Regions from separate parts of the Macaca mulatta genome. Here region 1 is linked to region 2. Evidence: chromatin contacts called from public Hi-C data. All regions are on one chromosome and are shown on one strand. The core of a region is the stretch at or near the end of the contact, and the rest is flanking DNA. Distances in the headings are between cores, read along the strand shown. Region 1 holds the start of SLC17A7 (solute carrier family 17 member 7). Region 2 has its middle 62 kb from the start of TRPM4.

Region 1 (5,575 bases), core at 1,925-4,424, 200 kb before region 2:
CCTTCCCTCCCTCCCTCCCTCCTTCCCTTCCTTCCTTCCTTCTCTCTCTCTTTCTTTCTTTCTCTTTTTTTTTTCTTTTTTCTTTTTTTTTTTGACAGACTCTGGCTCTTAGGCCTACGCTGGAGTGCAGTGGTGCAATCTTGACTCAATCGGCAACCTCCCGAGTTCAAGTGATTGTTGTGCCTCAACCTCCCAAGTACCTGGGACTACAGGTGCCACCATGCCCAGCTAATTTTTAAATTTTTTTTTTTTTTTGAGACGGAGTTTCACTCTGTCGCCCAGGCGGGAGTGCAGTGGCCGGATCTCAGCTCACTGCAAGCTCCGCCTCCCGGGTTTATGCCATTCTCCTGCCTCAGCCTCCCGAATAGCTGGGACTACAGGCGCCCGCCGCATCGCCCGGCTAGTTTTTTGTATTTTTTAGTAGAGACGGGGTTTCACCGTGTTAGCCAGGATAGTCTGGATCTCCTGACCTCGTGATCCGCCCATCTCGGCCTCCCAAAGTGCTGGGATTACAGGCTTGAGCCACCGCGCCCGGCCTTTAAATATTTTTTATAGAGATGGGATCTCCCTCTGTTGCCTGGACTGGTCTCGGACTCCTGAGCTCAAGTGATCAGCCCTCCTCAGCCTCTCAAAGTGCTGGGATTACAGGAGTGCCCCACCTTGATAAATATTTCTTGAGTTAATAAGTGATTGTTGAGGCTGGGCTCAGTGGTTCACACCTGTAGTCCCAGCACTTTCGGAGGCCGAGGCGGGCGGATCACCTGAGGTTGGGAGTTCGAGACCAGCCTGACCAACATGGAGAAACCCCCTCTCTACTAAAAATGCAAAATTAGCCGGGTATGGTGGCAGGCACCTATAATCCCATGTACTCGGGAGGCTGAGGCAGGAGAATTGCTTGAACCTGGGAGGCAGAGGTTGCTGTGAGCCGAGATAGCGCCATTGCACTCCAGCCTGGGCAACAAGAATGAAACTCCATCTCAAAAAAAAAAAAAAAAAAAGTGATTGTCTAGACCCTCCTCTTCTTTAGTGAATCCTAGGATCATAAGTAGATGGAGGAACTTCAGTGGCAAATGCTCAAAGCACAACGTGAGTTAGTGGGGCATGGTAGTGCACACCTGTGGTCCCCCAGCTACTCAGGAGGCTGAGGTGGGAGCCCAGGGAGGTTGAGACTGCAGTGAGCTGCCGCTGGGCGACAGAGTGAGACCCTGTCTCAAATAGGAAGGAAGGGAGGAAGGAAAGGAGGAAGGAAGGAAGGAAAGGAGGAAGGAAGGAAGGAAAGGAGGAAGGAAGGAAAGAAGGAAGAAAGAATGAAAGAAAAAAGAGAAAGAAAGGAAGGAAGGAAGGGGAAAGGAAGGAAGATAAAGAAAAAGGAAGGAAGGAGAGGAAGGAAAGAAGGAAGAAAGAATGAAAGGAAAAAGAAGAAAAAGGAAGGAAGGAAGGAAGGAAACGGTAGGCAGGCAAGCACAATGTGTCTGCAATGGGGTGAATTGGGAGGGAGGGGGAGAAAAGATGGGGAAGAGGTCAGGGTGGGAGTGACTTCAGGTAGGGTCTTGCCGGCCGCGGGAACGGAGGAGCGAACGTGGGCGCCCTGTCCACCAGAGGGCGCAACGTATCCCTGCCCATTGTCTCCGAGAACTACATCTCCCAGCGGCCCTCGGAGTGCGCGGCCCTTCTCAAGCGAGCGCTGAGGCTCAGAGGCCGCTGGGACTTGTAGTTGGGACAGTGAGCCGCTGGAGGAGGCCAAGTAACTCATTCCCAGGTCTTGAAAAAGTGTGGGGCTGGGTCCTTTCCTCCTTCCTTGGTTTCCATGGCGATGGTTTCGGCAAAGGCCCAGGTTTTGGCAGCGGCGGGGCCCGCTTCCCACTCCCTCCTCTTCACCATCTGCTCCACCCTCACACCTGGCCCCGAGCCGCAACCACCGCCTCCGCACCCCGGCCGGGAACTCTGCAGCCACTGGGTGGCGCGTGTGAGCGGCTCCCGCGCTGGTACTTCACCCCACGAGTCCCGGTTCCTACCTCGGTTCTGCCTCAGACCCGCAGCGTCCTTCGTTCTGGGGTCCCAGGGGTTTCTCAAAACTGTGAGACCCAGAGACCCAGCCAGTCAAGGCTGGAAGCGAGAGGCTGCGGCGGTCAGTGGCTTCCCGGCCACCCAGTACTTGGCGCCCGCCCGCCGCGCCGTCTGCTCCTCCCACCCCACCGCGGGCCGCATCATGAAAATTTAATTCCAAATGCATTTGCGGCCCGACGCGGGGAGGTAGTAGGGAAAGGATCACCCTCCTGGGGCCTGGATCTGGAGGTGGACTCAGCGCCGGGAGATGGGCTGGTCTGAGGACAGGAGCGGGGCGGGACCCTGTCTGCGGGCCCAGGACAGGGAAGGGCGGGGCTCTACCCAGCGGGGCGGGGCTGGAATTCAGGGGTGGAGACAGAGTTCGGTGGGCGGGGACAGATTCCTGGGGGTGTGGGCAGGACTGGGAGAGCAGGGACGGATCACAGGGTCAGAAGTCGGAGGGCGGGGACAGATCCCATGGGGCGGGGGCAGGACTGGTAGGGCGGGGACAGTTCCCAGGGGCGGAGGCCAGAGCTTGGTGGGCGGGGTCAGATTCCGGGGGCGGGGACAGGACTGGGAGGTCGAGGACAGATCCCAGTGGCGAGGGTCAGCAGTCGGAGGGCGGGGACAGATCCCATGGGACGAGGGCAGGGAGGGTAGGGACAGATCCAGGGGGCGGGGAGAACTGGGAGGGCGGGCACAGATCCCAAGGACGGAGTCCAGAACTCGGTGGGTGGGGACAGATTCCGGGGGGCAGAGAGAGATCCAGTGGGGAAGGGGTAGAACTCAGATAGCACGAACAGATTCCAGGGGGCAAGAACAGGACTGAGGGCGGGGACAGATCCCAGGGACAGATCCTAGGAGGAGGGGACACAACTCCAAGAATGGGGAGAGAACTCAGAGGGTGGAGGCAGAACTCAGGTCAGCGACAGATCCTAGGGGAGTAGACAAATTCAGAGGGCGGATGAGGATGCCAGGGGGCGCGGATCACAATTTAGGGGGCGGGGACAGATCTCCAGTGGGTGGAGACAGAACTCAAATAGCGGAATGGATCCCCCGGAGCTAGGGAAGAACTCAGAGCGCGGATAGATCCCAGAGGAGCGGGGAAATAACACAATGGGGAGACTATGGGGTCGCAGCTGGCACTGGTGGGGTGTGTGAAATATAACTGTGGGGGACGGAAGCCAGAGGGAAGAAAATCGGGGTTAGGGAATGAAGCTCATCGAGAGAAGCAACAGGGAGGAGAGAGGCGCCAGAGGGAGAATAGAGTTGGAGGAGTGTGGGATTCAAAGGGGAAAGATGGAAACTCAGGAGGAGATGGAGCTCAAGGGTGAAGAACCCAGGTGGCGAAAGGGACTAGAAGGGGACGACGGGTGGATCGAAGTAGGCGTTGGACTTGAGGGGAAAAAATTTCCCTTGAATGAGATAAGAAAGAACTCCCTGGATGAGACTATTGGAACTGGGGACGAGGTGGGATGGGGATGGAATTGGGGGATGGGGGCGGGGAGGGAGTCCAGGGGTGAAGGAACTGGAGGATGAACGCAGAGGGAAAGTCAGAGAAGACAGGATTGTAAGGGACGAAATTAGGGGGAACAGAAGTGGGGGAGAGAAATGATGGGGATGAGAACTCAGGAGAGGAGAGAAAATCTGGGTAGGAGCCAGGGGGATGGAACGGGGATGGGGGGGTAGCTTGGGGAAGGAACAGAACTGGGGGGCGTGAACTCGGAGGTGTGAGTTCAGAACCCAGAGGCGTGGTATTAGAAGGCTCAGGAGGAAACAGGACGAGGATGAAAAGGCTGCGAGAGGGGGCGGGTCTGGCAGACGAGGGGAGGGGCCTGGTGGGGCTGGGGCGGGGCCTCCCGCGCCCCGCCCCCGGCGCTGAGTCCTGTGACAGCCCCCGGGCCGCCTGCACTCGCAGCCTCCTTCCCCCCGAGCGGAGCTGCGGGGCCGGCCGGGCCGGGGCGGACCCCGGGAACCCGGACGCGGCCGCCCGGGCCCGCGGGCGGGGGGATCGGCGGGGGGGAACCGGCGGGGTGACCCGCGGCGGGAGCCGCCACCATGGAGTTCCGCCAGGAGGAGTTTCGGAAGCTAGCGGGTCGTGCTCTCGGGAAGCTGCACCGGTGAGCCTGGCAGGGGTCCCGGGAGGAGAAGAGTGGGAGGATCCGAGGAGGATGCTAATTCCCACCTGGGCGCAGACTGACAGATGAACGGGCGATACCCCGGCATGGGGGTCCACCCATCTGTCCAGTTTTCTCCCGTGGGCTCCGACGGCGCCGTTCTCCCTGACTGAGCCTTGTCCATTATCCTGTTCATTTTTCTGCACCCCACCCCACCCTGCTCCACTCTTTCTCTGGTGCTGTAAATCCCTCTCTCCCGGGTCTCTGGCTCCCTCCCCCACCGCTTCTGGGTCTCTGTCCCCGTCTCTTTCTGGATGTCTCTGCCTCCTTTCTCTCTGGGTCTCCGTCTCCCTCTTTTTCTAGATCTCCACTCCCTTCTCTCTGGGCCTCTCCTTCTCCCTAGATCTCTGCCTCCGCTTCTTTGCATCTCTGTGCCCCTCTCTCTGGTTCTCTGGCCATTACTCTCACTGGATCTCTAACAACCCCTGACTCGGAGTCTCTGTCCCCCTCTCTCTGGGTCTCTCCTGTTCCCTGAATCTCTGGTCCCCACTTCTCTGGATCCCTGTCCCTGTCTCTGGGTTTTAATTCTTCCACCATGGGTCTCTCCATCTCTCTGTGTCTCTTTCCGTTTCTGCCTGGCATGGAGTTTAATCTGCAGCTAAAGCGGATTGGGGCTCATAGCCCATTGTCCTTGAGGGGGTTAAGCTGGATGGAAGAAGTCAGAGCACCCTGGGTCCCTGGGAGAGAAAGGAGTTAGAGGCCAAAAATTTCAGCTCCTGGGGAAGAACAGCCTTCCCAAAGGATATAGGCTGGGGTTGAGAGGGACTCCCTCCCAACCAGGTTGATGACCCCAGTGACCCGAGTGTCCCTCAGGATAACCTGGACACCTCCCCACAAGCTCTCACCCCCAACTCCAGCTTTGGCTCTAAGTCAGATAAATTACTCAGCTGCGGAAAAGCCTAAAAATATATCTGGCCACAGTGCACGAAGGAGATGGCCTCATCAGCACCATGCCCCTGCCGCCATGCCCTCAGGCCCTGTCCCCTTGGCCCACAGCCCTGACCCTGTCTTTCACTGAGCTTCAGTCCACCTCACTAGGCCATGGGGTACTTTGCTAAGTCTAACATCAGTCTTGCTTGCTGCAGATCACCTCTTAGCTCCAAAGTTACCCCACCCTCTGGTAACATGAGAGACAAGAATAAGGCTGGACAGAAGTGGGGGGGGGGGCGCAGGAGGATGGCGCAGTGACGGAGGTTGGCGGTGGAGGGGAAGCTGAGATAACCTCGCCCCTTCTGTTTCCAATTTTCCAGCCCCTCCCCACCCTTTTTCTCGCCTCCTTTCACGAGTTTCTCAAAATACATCAGTGTGAAGTCAGGAGAATGAGAGAGAGAGAGAAAGAGACGTGCTGGTGG
Region 2 (5,613 bases), core at 966-3,465:
GACACAGGTCACGGGCCAGATGTATCCCACAGGCTGTGTAGTGTGTCAACTCCTGATCTAGCACCATGTTGGTCCAACAAGCGGATTCTGGTGCCTAAACCAGCATTAGTTTGAATCCCCTACTTGGCCCCCTCAGGGCTAAACTGCCATCTGGAGAGTGTGACCACCATCTGTCCAGCGGAAAGACAGATTCATCATTCTGACGATGGTCAGTAGGCAGAATCGTACATTTTCAGAATAGGTCTCTGTAACTCCTCCAACACTTCCTTCTCAGTGACTATCCAACATGCAGCCAAGGAGAGATGAAGCCTCTTCCGGGACTGCCACATTCAGTGACCAAACAGCCTGAGTAAAGTGTGTGTGGCCAGGTGCGGTGACTCACGCCTGTAATCCCAGCACTTTGGGAGGCTGAGGCAGGCGGATCAGTTGAGGTCAGGGGTTCGAGACCAGCCTGGCCAACATGGCGAAACCCCGTCTCTACCAAAAATACAAAAATCAGCCGGGCGTGATGGTGCACACCTGTAATCCCAGGTACTTGGGAGGCTGAGGCAGGAGAATCGCTTGAACCCAGGAGGCGGAGGTTGCAGCGAGCCGAGATGGCACCACTGCACTCCAACCTGGGTGACACAGTGTCTGTTTCAAAAAATAAATAAATAAAGTGTGTGGATCAGGAAGAGGTGGGAAGGGGAAACCAGAAACCTTTTTGAGCCGATTCTTGAGGAAGATGATCCAACAATCAATAATACTAGACACCCGCAGATAGTGAAGAAGTTACAAAGTCCCATTGAATACCTTAAATATCAACTAAACTGCAATCAATGTCTTCCGGAGTTAGTGTTGGGGTTAGGTGGTTGCTGCCCCCTAGTGGACATCTTTAGGTTTAACATAGTGGAACGCGCCCAGCCGTTTAAGGGAACCCTTGTGAATCGAGGGCCCCATGAGCCAGAGAAATTGCCTCAGGCAGGGGAGTGGAGGCGAGTTTTCTCCAAATGGGGTAGCTGCTGCTGGGTGCGGTGCCTCACACTTGTAATTCCAGCACTTTGGGAGGCCGAGGCAGGAGGATCACTTGAGCCCAGGAGTTGAAGACCAGCCTGGGCAACACAGTGAGACTCTGTCTCTGAAAAAAAAATTTTTAAATTAACCAGGTGTGCTGGTGCATGCCTAGAGTCCCAGTTACTCAGGAGGTTGAGGTGGGAGGATCACTTGAGCCCAGGAGTTCCAGGCTGCAGTGAGCCACGATCATGCCACTGCACTCCAGCCTGGGCAACACAGCAAGACTGTCTCAAAACAGAAAATGAAAGAAACAGGGGTAGCTGTGACTTGTATGTAAAACTCAGATGACCTGAGGACCAGACCGGCTGTGCTCTTGGATGTACCCTTTACCTTTGGCCATTTCCAGTATTACTAGTGAAGTTCCAGTTAACCTACCTGAGAATGAGGGTATGAGGCTGGGGAGTTAAAGGCCTCCACAGGCCAGGTATTTGCTTTCAATGAGAGCTTAATAGCGATTCATAGTGGTTTTTTTTTTTTTTTTTTAATTGTTATTATTAAAAGAGACAGGGCCGGGCACGGTGGCTCACGCCTGTAATCCCAGCACTTTGGGAGGCCGAAGGGGTGGATCCCGAGGTCAAGAAATTGAGACCATCCTAGCCAACATGGTGAAACCCCGTCTCTACTAAAAATACAAAAGTTAGCTGGGGTGGTGGCAGACGCCTGTTATCCCAGCTACTCGGGAGGCTGAGGCAGGAGACTCACTTGAACCCAGGAGGTGGAGGTTGCAGCCGAGATGGCACCGCTGCACTCCAGCCTGGTGAGAGAGAGAGACTCTGTCTAAAAATAGATAAATAAAAATTAAATTAAATGTAAAAAATAGAGATGGGGTTTCACTATATCGCCCAGGCTGGTCTTGAACTCCTGGACTCAAGCGATCCGCCCACCTCCCAGTGTGAGCCGCGGCACTCAGCCTAGCTGCCTTTTCTTTTTAAAAGGGGTGTACTTGGTGGCCGTGTCAGGCAGGTGGCGCTGTGGCACTGGGAAACGGCTTCCCGGAGCACTCCAGCAGCCATTTAGTCATTAAAGCTGTGTTTCCTTTTCTACCGGGATCCCACATCGTTCCCGGTAAAGGGGAAGAGGGCAGCACATGCCACAGCCCCTGACCGATAGAATCCCCTGATAACGGGGCGTTCGTTGTTTGAGCATGTAAGACATCAGTACCAATTATACCCGCTCAGTCGTGGAAACCACACAGCAGGACGTTAAATTGGCCCAAAGCGCCACACCCAACTAGAGCACTTCAGCTTCCCTTCCCACTGCGAGCCTGATTCGTTGAATTCAGGCGCTTGAACCGAGAAGTCTGTGGGTCAGGGACCACAGCCTCAGCCCTGGAGCAACTTGGGGCTGGGGAGTAGCCTAGGGGGACAGCAAAGGCAGGGGGAAAAAACTCACTGTTGGTCTGGCGTGGTGACTCACACCTGTAGTCCCAGCACTTTGGGAGGCCAAGGCGGGCGAATCACTTGAGGTCAGGAGTTCAAGACCAGACTGACCAACATGGAGAAACTCCGTCTCTACCAAAAATACAAAATTAGCCAGGCGTGGTGGTGCACACCTGTAGTCCCAGCTACTCGGGAGACTGAGGCAGGAGAATTGCTTGAACCTGGGAGGCGGAGGTTGCAGTGAGTGGAGATCATGCCATTGCACTCCAACCTGAGCAACAAGAGTGAAACTCCATCTCAAAAAAACAAACAAGCAAACAAAAGGCCGGGTGCGGTGGCTCACGCCTGTAATCCCAGCACTTTGGGAGGCTGAAGTAGGTGGATCACCTGAGGTCGGGAGTTCGAGACCAGCCTGGCCAACATGGAGAAACCCCGTCTCTACTAAAAATACAAAATTAGTCAGGCGTGGTGGCGCATGCCTGTAATCCCAGCTACTCGGGAGGCTGAGGCAGGAGAATTGCTTGAACCCAGGAGGTGGAGGTTGCAGTGAGCCGAGATCTCACCATTGCACTCCAGCTTGGGGGATGAGAGCAAAATTCCATCTCAAAAATAGGACAGTGGGGACCCCTATTGCTGGCCATCCTCCTCTACTTGGATGAGAGAATTCCCTACTGGATCCTAGGGATTCTTCTTATATATATATATAAGAAGAAAATATATATATATATCTTATATATATATATATATATTTTTTTTTTTTGAGACGGAGTCTCGCTCTGCCGCCCAGGCTGGAGTGCAGTGGCCGGATCTCAGCTCACTGCAAGCTCTGCCTCCCGGGTTCACGCCGTTCTCCTGCCTCAGCCTCCCGAGTAGCTGGGACTACAGGCGCCCGCCACCTCGCCCGGCTAGTTTTCTGTATTTTTTAGTAGAGACGGGGTTTCACCATGTTGGCCAGGATGGTCTCGATCTCCTGACCTCGTGATCCGCCCGTCTCGGCCTCCCAAAGTGCTGGGATTACAGGCTTGAGCCACCGCGCCCGGCTCTTCTCATATTTTTGAACCAGGCCCATGGAGGCCCTGTCCTTCCAATTCCAGAAAGCCACACCTTTGTCAACATCCCATCCTCTTCAACACTACCAGGTCCGGACTTTCATTTTGTCCTACTTACAAGCCAGCCTGGGCCGGGTGCGGTGGCCTCATGCCTATAATCCCAGCACCTTGAGAGGCTGAAGCAGGAGAATCTCTTGAGCCCAGGAGGACCAATAGTTTGTCTTTTTTAAGCTATGAGATGTCCCTTTAAGCTGCGGCCCAGCTAGTCCTCGTGATGATGATTGGGATAACAGGGCCTTTGTTATCGCAGTCACAGCTAACTAAGGGCAGGTGAGCATTGTCCTCATTCAACACCCACCTGCCCTTAGTTAGCTTCGACTGGACGGCAGCTGATACAACACAACAATGCAAGCCATTACCCAAAAGCCATTTCTTCCAAAGAATACGTAAGGCCGGGCGCAGTGGCTCACACCTGTAATCCCAGCACTCTGGGAGGCCAAGGCAGGAGAATCGCTTGAGCCCAAGAGTTCCAGACCAGCCTGAGCAACATAATGAAAGCCCATCTCTGGGCAATGTAGCCATACCCTGTCTCTACAAAAAATAAAAAATTAGCTGGGCACAGTGGCATGCACCTGTAGTCCCAGCTACTCGGGAGGCTGAGGTGGGGGAATCACTTGAGCCCAGGTTGGAGTGCACCATTGCACTCCAGCCTGGGTGACAGAGTGAGACCCTGTCCCTAATTCAGTCAATCAATAAAATAAAAAACAAAAATAAAACAAGCTACCCCATTACTGTTTCACAAATGTTGCCAGAAGACACAAGACTCCTGGGCCAGAGACAAATAACTTTATTACTCACCAGCCAGCAGGCAGCATGAGCATCAGCGCCTTCGTATTCGTTCTCCTGGACTCCGAGGTCCCACGGAGGTTGATGCAGACGTCTATAATTCCGTGGGTTCTGAAGAAGATAAAGAGCTCCTGGGTGGAGCTAGATTTTAAAAAGCTCTTGCTAAAGAGGCTCCCACTCAAATGCGGCCATCTGTCTGGTCACTTGCTACAGCCGCATTAGTGAAATTTCCACACGTGAGATGTGGCATCTTCAAGATCCAAAAAAGCTTATCAGTAGCGACACCTTTGTAGTCGGAGGTGGCAGGACCAACAGTTTGTCTTTTTTAAGCTATGAAATGTCCCTTTAAGCTGCGGCGCAGCTAGTCCTCGTGATGATGATTGGGATAACAGGGTCTTTGTTATCGCAGTCACAGCTAACTAAGGGCAGGTGGGCATTGTCCTCATTCAACACCCACCTGCCCTTAGTTAGCTTCGACTGGACGGCAGCTGATACAACACAACAATGCAAGCCATTACCCAAAAGCCATTTCTTCCAAAGAATACGTAAGGCCGGGCGCAGTGGCTCACACCTGTAATCCCAGCACTTTGGGAGGCCAAGGCAGGAGAATCGCTTGAGCCCAAGAGTTCCAGACCAGCCTGAGCAACATAATGAAACCCCATCTCTATAAAACAAACAAACAAAAAAGTAAAACTTAGCCGAGTATAGTGGTGTGCACCTGTAATCCCGGCTACTCAGGAGGCCAAGGCAGGAGGATCATTTGAGCTCAGGAGTTTGAGACCAGCCTGGGCAACATAGTGAAATCTTGTCTCTACTAAAAAATTTTTTTATATTGGCCAGGTGCAGTGGCTCACGCCTGTAATCCCAGCACTCTGGGAGGCTGAGGTGGGCAGATCACGAAGTCAGGAGATCGAGACCATCCTGGCTAACACAGTGAAACCCTGTCTCTATTAAAAATACAAAAAATTAGCCAGGTGTGGTAGCGGGCGCCTGTAGTCCCAGCTACTTGGAAGGCTGAGGCAGGAGAATGATGTGAACCCGGGAGGCGGAGCTTGCAGTGAGCCAAGATCGCACCACAGGCCGGGCGCGGCGGCTCAAGCCTGTAATCCCAGCACTTTGGGAGGCCGAGACGGGCGGATCACGAGGTCAGGAGTTCGAGACCATCCTGGCTAACACGGTGAAACCCCGTCTCTACTAAAAAATACAAAAAACTAGCCGGGCGAGGTGGTGGGCGCCTGTAGTCCCGGCTACTCGGGAGGCTGAGGCAGGAGAATGGCGTAAAAACC

What was found. Hi-C and Micro-C count contacts between places; a contact is called where the count stands out from the background.
Region 1: a Hi-C map of CD4 T cells shows a contact between it and region 2, with 4 times the contacts expected there. The contact joins the promoter of SLC17A7 here to the enhancer-like site in region 2. A contact is called at or near these places in 6 of 14 Hi-C or Micro-C datasets (CD4 T cells, blood, cortical neurons and 3 more).

Annotation. Positions count from the first base shown.
Region 1 is chr19:61,867,393-61,872,967 of T2T-MMU8v2.0, reverse strand. SLC17A7 (solute carrier family 17 member 7) reads left to right here and starts at 3,174. Exons shown (of 12, transcript XM_077980934.1): 1 at 3,174-3,199. The coding sequence starts at 3,174.
Region 2 is chr19:61,668,978-61,674,590 of T2T-MMU8v2.0, reverse strand. No RefSeq gene overlaps it. Among named protein-coding and RNA genes, the nearest start is that of TRPM4, 62 kb to the right of the region's middle. Within about 2 kb of position 2,215, at least 7 of the 40 cell types and tissues checked have an H3K27ac peak or open chromatin away from gene starts, as enhancers often do. A contact at or near this core is called in CD4 T cells, where this site is marked.